Regions from separate parts of the Mus musculus genome. Here region 1 is linked to region 2. Evidence: chromatin contacts called from public HiChIP or PLAC-seq data. All regions are on one chromosome and are shown on one strand. Each heading gives the region's core, a stretch centred on a gene start, on an enhancer-like site or on the middle of the called end of the contact. The rest is flanking DNA. Distances are from core to core; before and after follow the strand shown.

Evidence for each region. HiChIP or PLAC-seq counts read pairs in DNA pulled down with a chosen protein or histone mark.
Region 1: a contact with region 2 is called in an HNF4G HiChIP or PLAC-seq map of pancreatic cancer cells. The contact joins two enhancer-like sites. A contact is called at or near these places in 1 of 484 Hi-C or Micro-C datasets (the G1E-ER4 cell line) and 1 of 115 datasets of contacts at active chromatin or transcription factors (pancreatic cancer cells).

Annotation. Positions count from the first base shown.
Region 1 is chr8:23,188,419-23,191,809 of GRCm38.p6, reverse strand. It overlaps Gpat4 (glycerol-3-phosphate acyltransferase 4), which reads left to right. Exons shown (of 13, transcript NM_018743.4): 2 at 118-1,094. The coding sequence starts at 930. Among named protein-coding and RNA genes, the nearest start is that of Gpat4, 18 kb to the left of the region's middle. Within about 2 kb of position 1,824, at least 31 of the 459 cell types and tissues checked have an H3K27ac peak or open chromatin away from gene starts, as enhancers often do. A contact at or near this core is called in pancreatic cancer cells, where this site is marked.
Region 2 is chr8:22,431,530-22,434,492 of GRCm38.p6, reverse strand. No RefSeq gene overlaps it. Among named protein-coding and RNA genes, the nearest start is that of Mrps31, 22 kb to the right of the region's middle. Within about 2 kb of position 1,327, at least 148 of the 459 cell types and tissues checked have an H3K27ac peak or open chromatin away from gene starts, as enhancers often do. A contact at or near this core is called in pancreatic cancer cells, where this site is marked.

The DNA of each region.
Region 1 (3,391 bases), core at 575-3,074, 760 kb before region 2:
GATGATAGAGAAGCAACCTGTGGGCTCCCAGCTGTCCCTTGTCACACATATGGAAGGAAGCACATTAATGCTTCTCTTGCTTTGTGTGACTAATGGTGTTTCTGTTTCCACCCCCAGCTCTGGCAGCATGTAAACAGCCTTTTGCCAAGAACCCAGGTCACCGCTGAGAAGGCTGCCTTAAGGGAGAAGAATATCGGAGGACACCAATGCCAGGCGTGTTTGGAACAGTGCTCAGTACAGGCAGCATGAGACGTTCTGTGCCAGCCTCTGTGTGCTACTGGCAAAGGCTGGGGCTCTCTGGGTAGGAGGGTCCTGGGTCAGCCAGCATCAGGAGCCCCCTCAAGGGAGCATGGGACCAGCTATGAACTCTTTACAGTGAACTCAGTTTTAGCTTATGAAGGAATTTTAAGTAAACGTTACTTAATTTCTACATACTGACGTTTGGCAGCCTTGGGTGTGAAGTGCCAGCAGCTACCCTTGTCTACTGGAGTTTCAGGATTCTTCTGGCACCAAGGCGAACTCTTCTTGGTACTTCTGACAATACAGATCTTTAGGACAAATTTACCCGCTGAATGCTTTGGGGCAGGAGGAAAGTAAAACCTTGGAAGCAGCCACATAGCTGAACAGAAAGCTGCCCCTTGCCGCTCGCTTGCCCGGACACTCAGGACTCAGGTGCTGTTCCAGCCTACTCACCACAGATTGTCATCTGTGCCCGGGAGACCTGGCATTTCTGGGGTGCTCCTGTGACCCTTCTGCAGTTCTGCGCCAGAGCTCTATTCAGGCAGTTGGATGACATGAACTTTGAGATGGAGTTTGTCACCCGTGAGGGACTGGCTGCCTTTCCAAGGCTTGTGCTATCTGAAGGGACCATCTGAAGGACGTGTTTGTGTGTGGAAAAGAGGGCACCAGCCTGACGTGCGTCCTCCACCATGTTCCTGTTGCTACCTTTTGATAGCTTGATTGTCAACCTCCTGGGTATCTCCCTGACCGTCCTCTTCACCCTGCTGCTTGTTTTCATCATCGTCCCTGCCATCTTTGGAGTGTCCTTTGGTATCCGAAAGCTCTACATGAAAACACTGCTAAAGATCTTTGCGGTAAGTTGTACTTCTGTGATATGTTTCCTCACTGGGAAGAGAAGGACATTAGCAGAAAGAATGGTTCTTTTACCTTCTGTGTCACAGAGTGGGGCTTAGACACTGGACATTGCCACATGCAGAACAGGTAGTAGGACATAAGGCTGCTTATGGGCTCATTTTTCCTCTCTCACTGTAATCTGAGGTAGAGTCTTACATTCATGCAAAAAGAATGCACAGAGCCCGGGCAGTGGTGGCACACGCCTTTAATCCCAGCACTTGGGAGGCAGAGGCAGGAGGATTTGAGTTCAAGGCCAGCCTGTTCTACAAAGTGAGTTCCAGGACAGCCAGGGCTACACAGAGAAACCCTGTCTCAAGGAAAAAAGAAAAAAGGAAAAAAAAAAAAAAGAATGCACAGAAAAAAAGAGCATTTGAATTATTTTCCAAAAAAATAGAGGCTATGTCAGAACTTAACGTACAGCTGAAGAGAACTGGTTGTGTTAAATGGAAGCAGATGAGAAGCAATATCTCCTAGAAGTTGATCTGTGCCACAGGACTAATATTTAGACAAAGAGTTGCTAGCTACTTTAGTTGCAGGATCTGTTTTAAATAGTTACCAAATTCTCAGGAATTCTTTTCCACAGCTGAAACTGCAACCTTTGAGTAATACCATGATAATATGATGCACTTACTCATGTGGTATCTTACAGGCTTTTGTGGTTTGGTTTGCTGCTTCAAGCCAAGGATTCAAGCACTCGGCAGTCTTTATTGTTTCCATTTTCCTTTAGCTCCTTTGAACTCTGTGGTATTTACTGTCCTTACAAGAATAAGGTGGGGCTGGAGAGAGAGTACAGGGGTTAAGAGCATGTCCTGCTTCTTGCTGAGGACCCACATGTAAATCCAACACTCACAGCCGTGACTCATAACTGTCGGTCACTTCAGGCCTCTGTGGGACCTGCACCTGTGTGCACAGACACAGATATGCACACACACACATAGTTAAAAAGTATTTTTAAATAATTGAGGCCAAATAAGCAGAATATAAACCCAGCCGGGTGGGTTGAGTTTGCTCAGGTTGCACAGCCGCCGCCTCTTGCCTCTCGTAGAGCTACTTGTTACCACTTGAAAAGAAGCTCTTACAGTCCCACTGTTGGGGAGGATTTCTAGTTCAAAACCGGTCTGAACTAGTGTTTTGTGTGGATGGAGTCATACACAATCCATGCACGCTTCTCTCTGGCCTCTCTGACTTGGTGCTGTCATCGCCTGTCTGCATGGCAACCATTATCCGTGCACTTCTGTGTTCTGTGTGGGGCCTGCACGGTGAATTGCGTATGCATCCATCCACTGAGGAGCTGTTTCCACCTGTGGGCTGCCGGGAGTGGTGCTGCTGTAGACTCATGCTGGGAGTATGTCAAGAATGTAGAGCTGAAGCTGGGCAGCGGTGGCGCACGCCTTTAGTTCCAGCACTTGGGAGGCAGAGGCAGGTGGATTTCTGAGTTTGAGGCCAGTCTGGTCTACAGAGTGAGTTCCAGGACAGCCAGAGGTACACAGAGAAACCTTGTCTCGAAAAAACAAAAACAACAAAGAAAAAAAGAATGTAGAGCTGATGTTTGACTGTGTGGGTACACGAGTGTGTGTGGGGCCTGAAGCTGGTGACACTCATCTTTCTCAGTTGCTCTTCTACCTTACTTATTGAAGCAGGGGCTCTCAGTCAGACCAGAGCTTGATGTCCACCTGCTCTTTCTAGCCAGTATGTGGCTAGATCCTATCCCTGACATCTGAGGCTGACGTTTCAGAGGGGCCACCATGTCTACCTGGCACTCACGTGGGCTCTGGGGATCCGAATTCTGGTCCTGGTGCGTGTGTGTCAGGTACTTTAAGCACTGGGTCACCTCTCCTGCCCCTAGAAATGGCCATTTTTAAAACAGAAGTCAGAGCTGCAAATCTAGGGCTCCCCTTAAGTGCTTAATTCATCTTGGATAATTTTAGGGGAGGCAGAAAGCCTAGAAGACTTGTATATCCTTTCCTGAATATGGACAGCCAACCAGATGTCTCAGTGGGTAAAGGTGTTTGCTGCCAAGCCAGATAACCTGTCCCCTAACCCATATGGTGAACAGAGAGAGAGAGACTCCCTGAAGGTGGTCGTCCTCTGACCTCCACTTGTGTGCTCTGTGGCACGTGTATACGGACTGGGTTAGTCAGGGATCTCTAGAGGAACAGAGATGACTGCGTGAATACATATGTGCATACATACATACATACATACATTGAGAGAGGGGAGAGGGAGAGAGAATTAAAGTGGGTTACAGGCTCAGTGA
Region 2 (2,963 bases), core at 78-2,577:
GGACATGGTATGTGTGTGAACAGGAGAGCTCAGGATGTCACGCAATGGCGTAGAGACACAGAATGTATATACCCTACAGCTGCCTAGAGATGTGGCAGGTGAGAATAGGCATGCCTGGCCACCACTTGGCAGCACTGGCATATGGTAGGTGTGCAAATGCATGTGTCCAAGCCACTCCACAATGGTGCTGGGATATGGTGCAGATGTGTCCTGGCTGCTGGCTGGCAAGGCTAAGACATAGTAGGTGTGCTAGCAGGTATGATCTGGCTAGTGATTTGAGGCTCTGGGACACAATATATGTGCAGACAGGTGAGCATGGGCTCATGTGTTGGCACTGGAACATAGCAGGCATGTGAACGGGCATGTCCAGGCAGTGCTGGAACATGACATACATATGAACTGGCATGCCCAGGCAGTGCTGGAACATGACATACATATGAACTGGCATGCTCAGGCAGTGCTGGAACATAACATACATATGAACTGGCATGCCCAGGCAGTGCTGGAACATAACATACATATGAACTGGCATGCCCAGGCAGTGCTGAAACATGACATACATATGAACTGGCATGCCCAGGCAGTGCTGGAACATGATATACATATGAACTACCATGTCCAAGCAGCCATGTGAAAAGGTGTGCCAAGTCTGCCACATGGAGGTCCTGGAACATGGTAAGCAGGCAAAGAAGTGTGCACAAACCATAACTTGGCAGCCCCGGGACATAGTAGGTGTGTGAATCGGTAGGTATTCTCAGGCAGTCACATGCTGGTACTAGGACACAGAAATCATGCAAACTGGTGTGCCCTGGCAGCTATGTGTCATGGCTGGGACACGGCATGCATACAAGCAGGCACACCCAAGCCACTGCTTGGCAGTGCTTGAACACAGTTGCATGCACACAGGTGAAACCAGCCTGCATTGTGGTGGTGTTGGGATATGGTACATATGTGAACAGGCATGTCCAGGCTGCCATGTAGTGGCCCTGGGACACAGCAAGCATCTGATACCCCTGGGCATTTAACTGTCATGCCCAGGAGATGACATAATGGTGGTGTGACCTGGCAAGTGTGTAAGCAGGCTTGCTGAAGCCACCACATGGTGGCACTAGGGCATGGTAAGCAAATGAATAGATGTGCCCAGGCCACCATGAGGTGGTGCTTGGATAAGGCACGTCTGTTATCATAACCCCACCACCAACGCCCCTCAGTTAACCAAGCTCAGAACAGGCACCAAATGTCCTAGCCACCAAAGGTAGTGCTGGGACACGGTGGATTTGTGAACAAGCAAGCCTACTCTGCCATGTGTAGGTGGTGGAACAGCGCCACCATGTGGCAGCTCTGGGAAATAGCGTGTGTGCGAATAGACATGTCAGAATGCTGGGACACAGAGTTCCTGTAAACACGAGGCTACACTGCCTTAGCAGGGTACGGGTGCAGACAGCCATGCCCAGCCTACCACATTGCACCCCAGGGACAAAAATGGCCTTCAGACTAGTGTGTCCAGGACACCATTTAGTGGCTCTGGGATGTGGCAAGTGTGCAAACAGGTATGCTGGGGCCACCATGTTCCAGAGCTAGGGCAAGGTATGTGTGTTGAAAAGGTGTGCCCAGGTGATCAAGTGGCAGCCCAGTGGCCAAGTGGCCATCCTGGGACACAGCAGGTAGTGTGAGCCTGAAATGGAAAGGCTTCTAATTAAGACAGTTAGTTTTGCCTTTAGCAAGCAGGTTTGCTGTCTAGACAGATATTGGTGGCAGTCCCTGCTCGCAGAAGAGCAGGTGTTACACTCTGCAGAAAAGAGGCAGGGCGAGCAGGTTCACAGAGAGAAGCCGTCAGTAGAGCAGCGTTGGCTCTGATGTCCCAGGCCAGGGACACTTCCTTATCTTTTCTTTTCTTTTCTATTTTCTCCCCCCCCCCCTTTCGCTCTGCCCCGCTTGCCCATAGGTCTTTTATTTGTTTCTCATTAAGGATGGTTGTGAGCCATCATGTGGTTGCTGGGATTTGAACTCATGACCTCCAGAAGAGCAGTTAGTGCTCTTAACTGCTGAACCATCTCACCAGCCCTTCTCGCCTTTTCTTATTCCCGTGTAACCAAATATTTCTCTAGTAAGCTTGCTAATCACAATTAATATGAAAACTTATTGTTTTCCTTTTCTTATTCAACTGTGCCCTGCCTGGTTCTCCCCTTCTGGGGTAAAAAAAAAAAGAATAGCTTATTATTATTTTTTAAATTGGAAATATAGTTTTTCATGCTCTATATTCTGATGGTTTCCCACACCCAAACTCCTCCCAGATTCTCCGTTTCCTCACTGACCAACATCCACAGCCTTTCTTTCGCTCTCTCTTTCCTTCCTTCCTTCCTTCTTTCTTTCTTTCTTTCTTTCTTTCTTTCTTTCTTTCAGCGGAAAACAAATATCTATCTAACTAAATATATATAAATAAAATAAAGCAAAAAAACAGGACCTTTCCTTTGTATTGGTGACTGATCAGGGTGAACAGATGTTTGGTCGCCCCAGGAGGAGTGAGTACAACAGCCTTGGACACCCACTCTATCCTTCAGTTTTTCCATCTGAATCTTCAGTAGTTTAACAGAATAGAGGACTATGATTATGACAGATCTCTGAGAAAGGTAAACTGACCAACAGGGAGAGAAACCCTATATAGAAGACAAGGGAGATGCCAAACTTTCAGCTTTTTCCTCACCCTACTGTCCTCCATCAGCCCACGCTGCTCAGACATGGTCAAGGCTGGTCCTGGATGTGTTTACCTGAGGCTGTGAGTGTTAGCTCAAAACTGATGGAGGAGCCACGGGGAAGAAAGGAAAGCAGAAACCAGCGTCTCCAAAGACAGAATTGTCCTTTAGTCAGAACAACTGAGGGACATCTGTCTCCCGTGGATATGGAGTCTGCACATGTGGCACAGCAGGCTTGGGGCTTTATAAGGTGGAAAGGGGGAACTTTCC